Linked DNA regions of Capra hircus: region 2 is linked to region 1. A link is a contact called in public Hi-C data. All regions are on one chromosome and are shown on one strand. Each heading gives the region's core, a stretch centred on a gene start, on an enhancer-like site or on the middle of the called end of the contact. The rest is flanking DNA. Distances are from core to core; before and after follow the strand shown. Region 1 overlaps YIPF1 (protein YIPF1). Region 2 holds the start of LRRC42 (leucine-rich repeat-containing protein 42).

What was found. Hi-C and Micro-C count contacts between places; a contact is called where the count stands out from the background.
Region 2: a Hi-C map of blood shows a contact between it and region 1, with 1.6 times the contacts expected there. The contact joins the promoter of LRRC42 here to the enhancer-like site in region 1. A contact is called at or near these places in 4 of 5 Hi-C or Micro-C datasets (blood and liver).

Annotation. Positions count from the first base shown.
Region 1 is chr3:28,434,756-28,438,857 of ARS1.2, reverse strand. The region is part of intron 5 of YIPF1 (protein YIPF1); the gene reads left to right. Among named protein-coding and RNA genes, the nearest start is that of YIPF1, 14 kb to the left of the region's middle. Within about 2 kb of position 2,752, at least 1 of the 5 cell types and tissues checked has an H3K27ac peak or open chromatin away from gene starts, as enhancers often do.
Region 2 is chr3:28,534,796-28,538,830 of ARS1.2, reverse strand. It overlaps LRRC42 (leucine-rich repeat-containing protein 42), which reads right to left and starts at 2,292. Exons shown (of 8, transcript XM_018044430.1): 1 at 2,065-2,292. It overlaps HSPB11 (intraflagellar transport protein 25 homolog), which reads left to right and starts at 2,340. Exons shown (of 7, transcript XM_018044395.1): 1 at 2,340-2,400.

The DNA of each region.
Region 1 (4,102 bases), core at 1,503-4,002:
AGATCAGCCCTGGGATTTCTTTGGAAGAAATGATGCTGAAGCTGAAATTCCAGTACTTTGGCCACCTCATGTGAAGAGTTGGCTCATTGGAAAAGACTCTGATGCTGGGAGGGATTGGGGGCAGGAGGAGAAGGGGACGACCGAGGATGAGATGGGTGGATGGCATCACAGACTCGATGGAGGTGAGTCTGAATGAACTCCGGGAGATGGTGATGGACAGGGAGGCCTGGCGTGCTGCGATTCATGGGGTCGCAAAGAGTCAGACACGACTGAGCGACTGAACTGAACTGAACTGAAAGTGGAACTGCTCTAATGGATGCTGAGGAAAGTCTCCTTTCCACTCATCTTTGATCCTGAAACATTCTTCTTTGCACAGCACTATCAGCCTCATAAATTCATGTTGTTCTAGTCGCTAAGTCTTGTCTGATACCTTGAGACCCTACAGACTGTAGCTCAACAGGCTCTTCTCTCCACAGGATTCTCCAGGCAAGAATACTGGAATGGGTTGTCATTTCCTCCTCCCGGGCATCTTCTGGACCCAGGAATCTAACCCGCATCTCCTGCATTGTCAGGCAGGTTCTTTACCACCTGAGCCACTGGGGAAGCCCTCATGAGCTCACAGACATGCTTAAAAAAAGAAAGTACAGGATTTCTCTGGCAGTCCAGTAGTTAGAACTCTGCACTCCCAATGCAGGCAACACAGGTTTGATCCCTGATCAGGGAAGACCCCACATGCCACATAGTGCAACCAAAAAAAAAAAAGTACAACTAGAAAAAAGAAAGTTTTTTAGAAGAGAGGGCTGACCTTCTCTTGGGGTGGATTGGAGGAAGGTGGTTAGGAGCAAGATAACAGAAGAGCCAGTCTGCAGGATCTGAGGGAAAGATGAATGAATTTGACTACATTTACACCAAAATTTAAAATTTCTATACCACAAAATAAACCATAAACAAGGAAAAATAAATAAACCACCGACCAAAGATAATATTTCAGAGCACATAACCCACAAAAGATAAAATCAAGAATACATGTAGAGTGCCTACTGGTTATAAGAGTAAAACCAATTATAAATTCTAGCAAAAAATAAGCAATTCACAGAAAAGGAAACCCGAATGGCCAATAAATACATGAAAAAAATGCTTAGCTACACCTGTAATAAGGCTTCCCAGGGGGCACTAGTGGTAAAGAACCTGCCTTCCAATGCAGGACACCTACAAGATGTAGATTCGATCCCTGGGTTGTGAAGGTCTCCTGCAGGAGGGCATGGCAACTCAAGTATTGCCTGGAGAATCCCATGGATGGAGGAGCCTGGCGGGCGACAGTCCATAGGGTCGCAAAGAGTCAAACACCACTGAGGTGACTTAGCACATGCCTGTAATCAGGGAAATAAAAACTAAAACAGGATATCATTTATGTGCATCAATTTAGCCATCATACAACTTGGCTTGTCTTCGTTTATTCATTCAGTTAACAAATATGAAGCACGCACTATTCTAGGCGCTGGAGGTACAGCAGTAATAAAAACAGACAAAAGTCCCTGCTCAGAGGCAGTTTATAATCTAAGTTTAACAATAGACAAAGAAAATAGGTAAAATACACAGTATGCTAGTGATAAATGCTAAGGTAAAAGTTTAAAAGCAGAGAAGAGAGACCGTAAATGTTTATGTAGGTGGGTGGATTTGAATCTTTTAAAAAATGTAAAAGGTGGATTCTGAGTAAACACCTGAAGGAATTGGGAGCAATGCAAGTAAGTATCTCAGAGAAGAGCATTTGAAAAAGAGAGTTCTGGGATCTCTCTGATGGTCCAGTGGCTGAGACTTTGTCCTCCCAATGCAGGGGCCCCACTTTGATCCCTGTGCAGTGAATTAGATCCCGCATCCGTAACTATGACCCAGCACAGCCAAGTAAATAAATGGAAGAGAGAGCTCAGCATGTACGAAGGCCTTGAGGCAGGAACTTGCCTCATGTGCTCAAAGGACAGTGAAGACACTAGTGTGAATGGGCTGGAGCGAACAAGGGCGTCTCGTAGATGAGGTCAGAGGGCAGTGTGGAGGGATACATGTAGGGTCTTGGAAGCAAGTAAAGACTTGGGCTTTAGCTTGAATGAGATGCCACTGAAGGGTCTAAACAGAGAGGAGCGATAACTCAGCTTTTCATAAGCATTGGTATCAAATGTTGCCAAGGATATGGAGCCATGGGACCTTGTGTAAAATGTGGGTGGGTATGTAACTGGTACCACAAATTGGAGCAGTCTGAAGATGCTCCTGCCCTACAGCTTAGCAGTTCTCCTCCTAGATAAATAAGAAGACATATAGAAGGGCGTTATTCTTCATTGCCTCCTCATTGCTTGTAATTAGCAAATATTTGGCAATGACCAGAGTAAATATGGTGTGTTCATATCCAGAATTCTGTAGGTTTTAGAAATGGATTTGGTCTATAAGCATCAGCAAGGACACATCTCAGAACAGTAGTCGATGCAGCATGTTGGAGAAGGATGTGAGTAGTACCGCAGCATTAGAAAGATTTGAAAAGTAAGCACGATGAGTGCGCCAGTGTTTGTTTTATCATTCTTTGGGCTTTTCTGTCAGTTAGAAATGTTTGATAATATAAAAATGCACAGCGCAAGCTAAGTTGACGTTTCCTCCCACCCCACCCCGTAATTGGGGTAGGAATTTGGCAGGCATGAGCAAGAGAGAAGGCAGTGTGGAGCCTGGTGGCAGGCTTGGGAGGAGCAGGTGGTGTGTGTCTCTGGGGGCCACGCCTCCTGTGTGCCTGAGTGCAGCAGAGGCAGTGACTGTGCCTGTCACACATCGCTGTGTCCCCAGCACCAGGGCCCAGAGGAAAGGAGGCAGTTAGTAAATAACAGCTGACAGGGTAGCTTCTGCTTCCTGTCTACGAGTACGCTAGTATTCTGATCACTTGCGGTCGCCTGCTTCGATGGTCTCAGCCCAGCAATAACACATGGTTAGTTTTGTTCATTTGTTCAGTAAAGCTTTGGGGGATTTTTAAATTACTGTTACTGGTTGTAAGGGTGGTTTTTTTTTTTCTTTTTTGGTTGTTGTTACACTGTTTATGTGCTAGGCATGCAGAGTACTGCAGTGAACAGCATCTGATCCTTGGCTGTAACAGAGCGCCCGCAGGCTAGTGAGTCAGCAGTGCTACTTGGGAAGCTGATGTTGGTGACTCTTTGGAGCTTCCCAGTCAAGTGCTTGTTGTGAATCCTTTCCCACCTTCAGGAACCAACTTGGCCTCAAAAAGTGCTCATCCATTTCTGCCAGTCATCTCCCCCAGCGCAGTAATTTTCTTAATTTTGTGATATGTCAAGGTGCCTACGGTTATCCAAAAGAAAAGAACCCTACAGAATATTACTGAAATTGAAAAATGAAATTCTTAAAATCTATTAAAATCTCTAGATTTATAAATTGTATTTGTTCAAATAGTCCTTTTTCTAGATGGGGAGAAACAAGAATGGTCAAGAAATCAAGGGAAATGATCAAAGGGGCTTCTAAAGCATGGTGTACTCATTCACTTAGTGAAATATTTTATAATCATTAAAAAGAATAAGCTGAATTTTATGGGCTTCCCAGGTGGTGATAGTGGTAAAGAATCTGCCTCCCAATGCAGAAGACATGAGACACGTGGGTTCAATCCCTGGGTTGGGAAGATCCCCTGGAGGAGGGCATGACAACTCGCAACAGTATTCTTGCCTGGAGAATTCCGTGGACAGAGGAGCTTGGTGGGCTACAGTCGATAGGGTCGCATAGAGACGGACACAACTGAAGTGACTTATAAATAGCTATAGTAGAATCTCCAGGACATGATAAAGTGAAAATACATATGCATGTTAGCATTTCTTTAAAGCACACACACAAATATGCATTTGCTTTTGTGTGTATAGAAGTCTCTGGCAGGGTTCACCAGAAACTGGTTATGGTGGTGAGTTCTGTGGAAGAGAATGAATAGCTAGGGAGCAGAGAGGAAAGAAGGTTAATTTTCTCTATATCCCCTTTTGTGCCTTTTGAACAATGCACTATGTGTGTGTATTACTTTTTCATTAAAAAAAAGAAAAGGAAGAAAGAAAGCCTTACATATGCACTCACATAC
Region 2 (4,035 bases), core at 1,043-3,542, 100 kb before region 1:
TAGTTTTCCAGCCTGCCTCTGGAGAGGTGGTTTTGTAACCCATACAATCTCACAGAAAACTACTACAATAGTACATGTTCTAGTATTTGGTCACCACAAATGAGCCAAAGTTACCATGAACATGTCATTTCATCAAATGAATAAAATGTAGCCTTACTACATTAAAAATTCAGTTCTCTACTGCCTCTTCGAATAAGAGGCAAGATAAAATAAGTGATAACTAAACATGACTTTTTAGAACTTGAAGCCAGTTCACCAAGCAAGAATCATGACTATCCAGTAGAGGGGACTGGAAAGATGGAGTCAGGGAAGCAGACTACAGGAGACAATTAAAATTGTGAGCTGAGCCTACAGTTATGCAATTTGAAAAGAAAAAGAAGAAAACACCTAATTTTAGTAGGTAAAGTAAGACAGCAATCTCTCAGAAATAATAAGCCATAGCAAGACTATGATGATAATAATAGTGGGTGTGATAGCTCCCACTGAGTTGCCAAGCACGGTTAGGTACTATATTAAATGCAATTCTCAACAATCCTATGAGGTAAGGTTCACCATTTAATAAAGGGGCTCAGAGACTAAAAGTAACTTACTTAAGAAACAGAACTAGTAACTGGCAGGGCCAGAATTCAATCTCAAAGCTGTATCACTCCAAAGCTCAAGCTCTTTCCACTGCATGATGCTGTCTCTCAAGAATAAAAATATGACATCAGCTTTAAGGATTAAAAAAAATGTTAAAAATTAATCTCACCCACCTGTTTGAGCCCTCTGGTATTCACTGACTCAAGCTGGGGAGGGGGGTGGCTGAGAGAGGGCAGAGATAAAAAAAACTGGCCATCTGAGCAAAGAGTTGGTGGGAACTGAGCCAGGACAGTAGCTGCACTGAGGCTTCCCCTCTCTCCTCTCCCAGGGCAGAAATTACCCATGTCCACACACCAGGAAAGCATCTGCCACCCCATGGCCTGCATCCCAAGGCTGCAGACACCCTCAGTTTATTTGAAAAGGCAGCATTTTTAAGCAAACATAAAAACATGAACGGAAACTAGTTCCAAACCACCAATGACCAAGTAACAATCTTAGGTTTATTGTTCTGGATCACCACTATTATTCAATTCTCAATTCATTTCTTTTGTTTTATAACTTGCACTTGCCCACCTGCCTTCTCTCCCATACCTAGCTCCTTATTTGCCTCTTAGGAGAGGCCAGTCTCTCCTACATCCTGATATCTGACAGTTTTTCTACCTGCCAACTGTAGAGCTTCTCACACAAAATCCAATCTCTGCACCAAAAATCCTAATCCTCTCCTTTCACCCACTCCCAACTCCCCTGCCCTCAACTCTCAAACCTCACGCCCTCCCAATCTTTCCATGATCCTTCTGAATGTGGCTCCCGGTGGCCCAGATCCAATCACACCTCCACCTGGCTCTCCCTTCTTCCACCGCACCATTCCACCCCCACCCTCCCTAACCCCCTGCACTCTTTCTCTGTCCTTTATCATGTAGCCTTCCCTTCCTCCCACTCTCTGAGATTCCCTCTCCTGGGACTCCAAACTCTCCATCTTTTCCCTCCTCTTCTGCCCTCAACCTTCAAAATCTCCTTCCTTCACGACTCAATGTCCAACTTCACAGTCCACAGCCCCAACTTTTCTCCCCTGCCCCCAAACCCCACCCTCTCTCTTATTCCAAGCCTAGATCCTTTACTCCTAGCACCCCTCAAATCCCCTTCCCTCTCCCCCTCCCCAGTACTACAATTCTCCATTTCTCTCTAAATTCCCAGGCGTGACCCTCCCCAAGTGCACCCAAGCTAATCCTGCTCCCTCTTCCCACCCAGGCCCCGAAAGAACCTCAATTCTCACACGACCCATACCCTAGTCCAGCATCAACTCCACCCTTAAACCCATCTCTGACACCCTTAGATCCTCACCCTCACACCATTCACCCAACCACACCCCAGCCCCGACCCTCTCGGTGCTCCCCTCCCCTCTCCCACCCCTCCCTCAAACCACACACCCGCCCCCACTCGCAGCCCCGGGATCCGTGAGCGGCCCAGCCCGCGGCCGCCGCCTACCTGTGCCCCTCTCTGGGGCAGCCAGCGGCAGCTCCTCTGTGGCGGCTCCCTCCTCCTGCCGCGCGGCTGAGGCGGGGAAGCGGTTCCGCGCCCCCGGCACAAAGCTAGGGAGGGTGGGACGCTGAGTGGGAGGGAGTAAGGCGGGGGCTGGGGGCGACCTGGCGCCGTGAGAGCGCGGGGCCGGCGGGGGCGGGGGGGGGCGGGAAGACTGGGCAAGGGAGGTGCGCCTGCGCGAGACCCGGCATGAGGGGCGGGGTCGGGCTTGGAGGCGGGGCCGGGCCCAAGGCCGGCGACCCGAGGACCGAAGGCTCCTAGCTGGAGATACGAGGAGTGCGCGTGCGTGCTTGCGCGACGGCGGGTCCCGTGGGTCTCACAGGCCCCAGGGATCTAGCTTTGCTCGGGGAGGGAAGGTTACGCGTGCTCCGACCCTTGCCTCGGGAAAGGCCCATGCCTCGGAAAAGGCCCTTGCCTAGTGAAGGCCCTTGGGCGGGGCTACGGAGCGCACCCCGCGCGGTGAAGACGATGGGGGCGGGGCCTGGGGCGGGGCCTGCAGGGGAGGTGGGGCGTAGGAGGCGGGAGTACAGCTGTACGCGACCAAATTTCGACGGCTAGGCGAGAGGGGGCGGGGCTGGGGCGGGGCTGGGGGCCGGCACGCAGCCCAGGGTGGGGCGGGGGCGGGCGGAGCCTGTGGGCGGGGTGGGGCGAAGAGCCGGGAATAGGACTTGCTCGCCCTCGAACTCCTTGGAGGCCTGCGGAGAGGGGAGAGGGGGCAGAGGGGGCGGGGCTGAAGGCGGGGCTGTAGGGAGATCCTGACTCCCCGCGTTCTGCGAGCTTGGAGCTAACCGGAAACTGAGGCGAGCGGGGCGGTGCGGCCAGCCCTGGGGGAGGTGGGATCCTGGCTGGACGAGGTCGTAGGAGGGGGATGCTGGTGGGGGAGGGAGCAACCGAGCGTGTCGGGTTATTGTGAGGAGACGCGCGGAGAGGAGGCGGAGGACGGCGGGCGGGTGCTGAGGGGACCCGGATGGTGGAAGCCTGACGCAGGTCTGTTTTCTGAGTCCTGGAGACAGTAGTGGCAGCCCACGAACTTTTTGGAAGGCAGAAATGTTTTGACCCCCCAAAAGGGGAAATCAATTCTGAATCGAAATTAATAAATGTATCAAGATGTAACCTATCAACTGAAACGTAACCTGTATACTTAAGGGTTGTATTTACTGTATTAATAGGATATGGGCTCGTGTATTTTATGTAATTGGGGCTGGGCGTCCAAAAGTATGTGTTTGGGGCTCTTGGAGGTCTTGAAATGGCTTTGAACTGGAGGTGAAAGGGTGGCTGAGTGGCACTGGGTTTAGAGGATAGGCATCAGGGAAGTCCAGGGTGAGGGAATGTGAAAAATGCAAAGGATGGCATCCCAGAGTTCACCGCCTTTAATGAACTGAGGCCCTGAGTGAACACTAATGAATTAAGTAAGGCCTCCCAGGATGGGGAGTTAGACTACACCCTGAACCTGCATTTTGGAGTTGCGAAGCAGCATATCTGCTGAGCTGTATTCTGGGGTTCTTTGGGATTGGTTTGCCACTTTCTCGTTAACCACAACAAAAAGCTTTAAAGTGAACCCAAATTCTGCCACTTGTTATTTGAATAATTCCACCCAACAGAGGGAAAAGAAAGGATATTGGTGGCTCTGCTCCTGCTGCTGCTGCTGCTGCTGGTAAGTCGTGTCAGTTGTGACGGACTCTCTGCGACCCCATAGACGGCAGCCAACAGACGGAATCCCATGAGCGGAGAAGCCTGGTAGGCTGCAGTCCTGGGATTCTCCAGGCAAGAGTACTGGAGTGGGTTGCCGTTTCCTTCTCCAATGCGTGAAAGTGAAGTCGCTCAGTCGTGTCCGACTCTCAGCGACCCCATGGACTGTAGCCTACCAGGCTCCTGCGTCCATGGGATTCTCCAGGCAAGAGTACTGGAGTGGGTTGC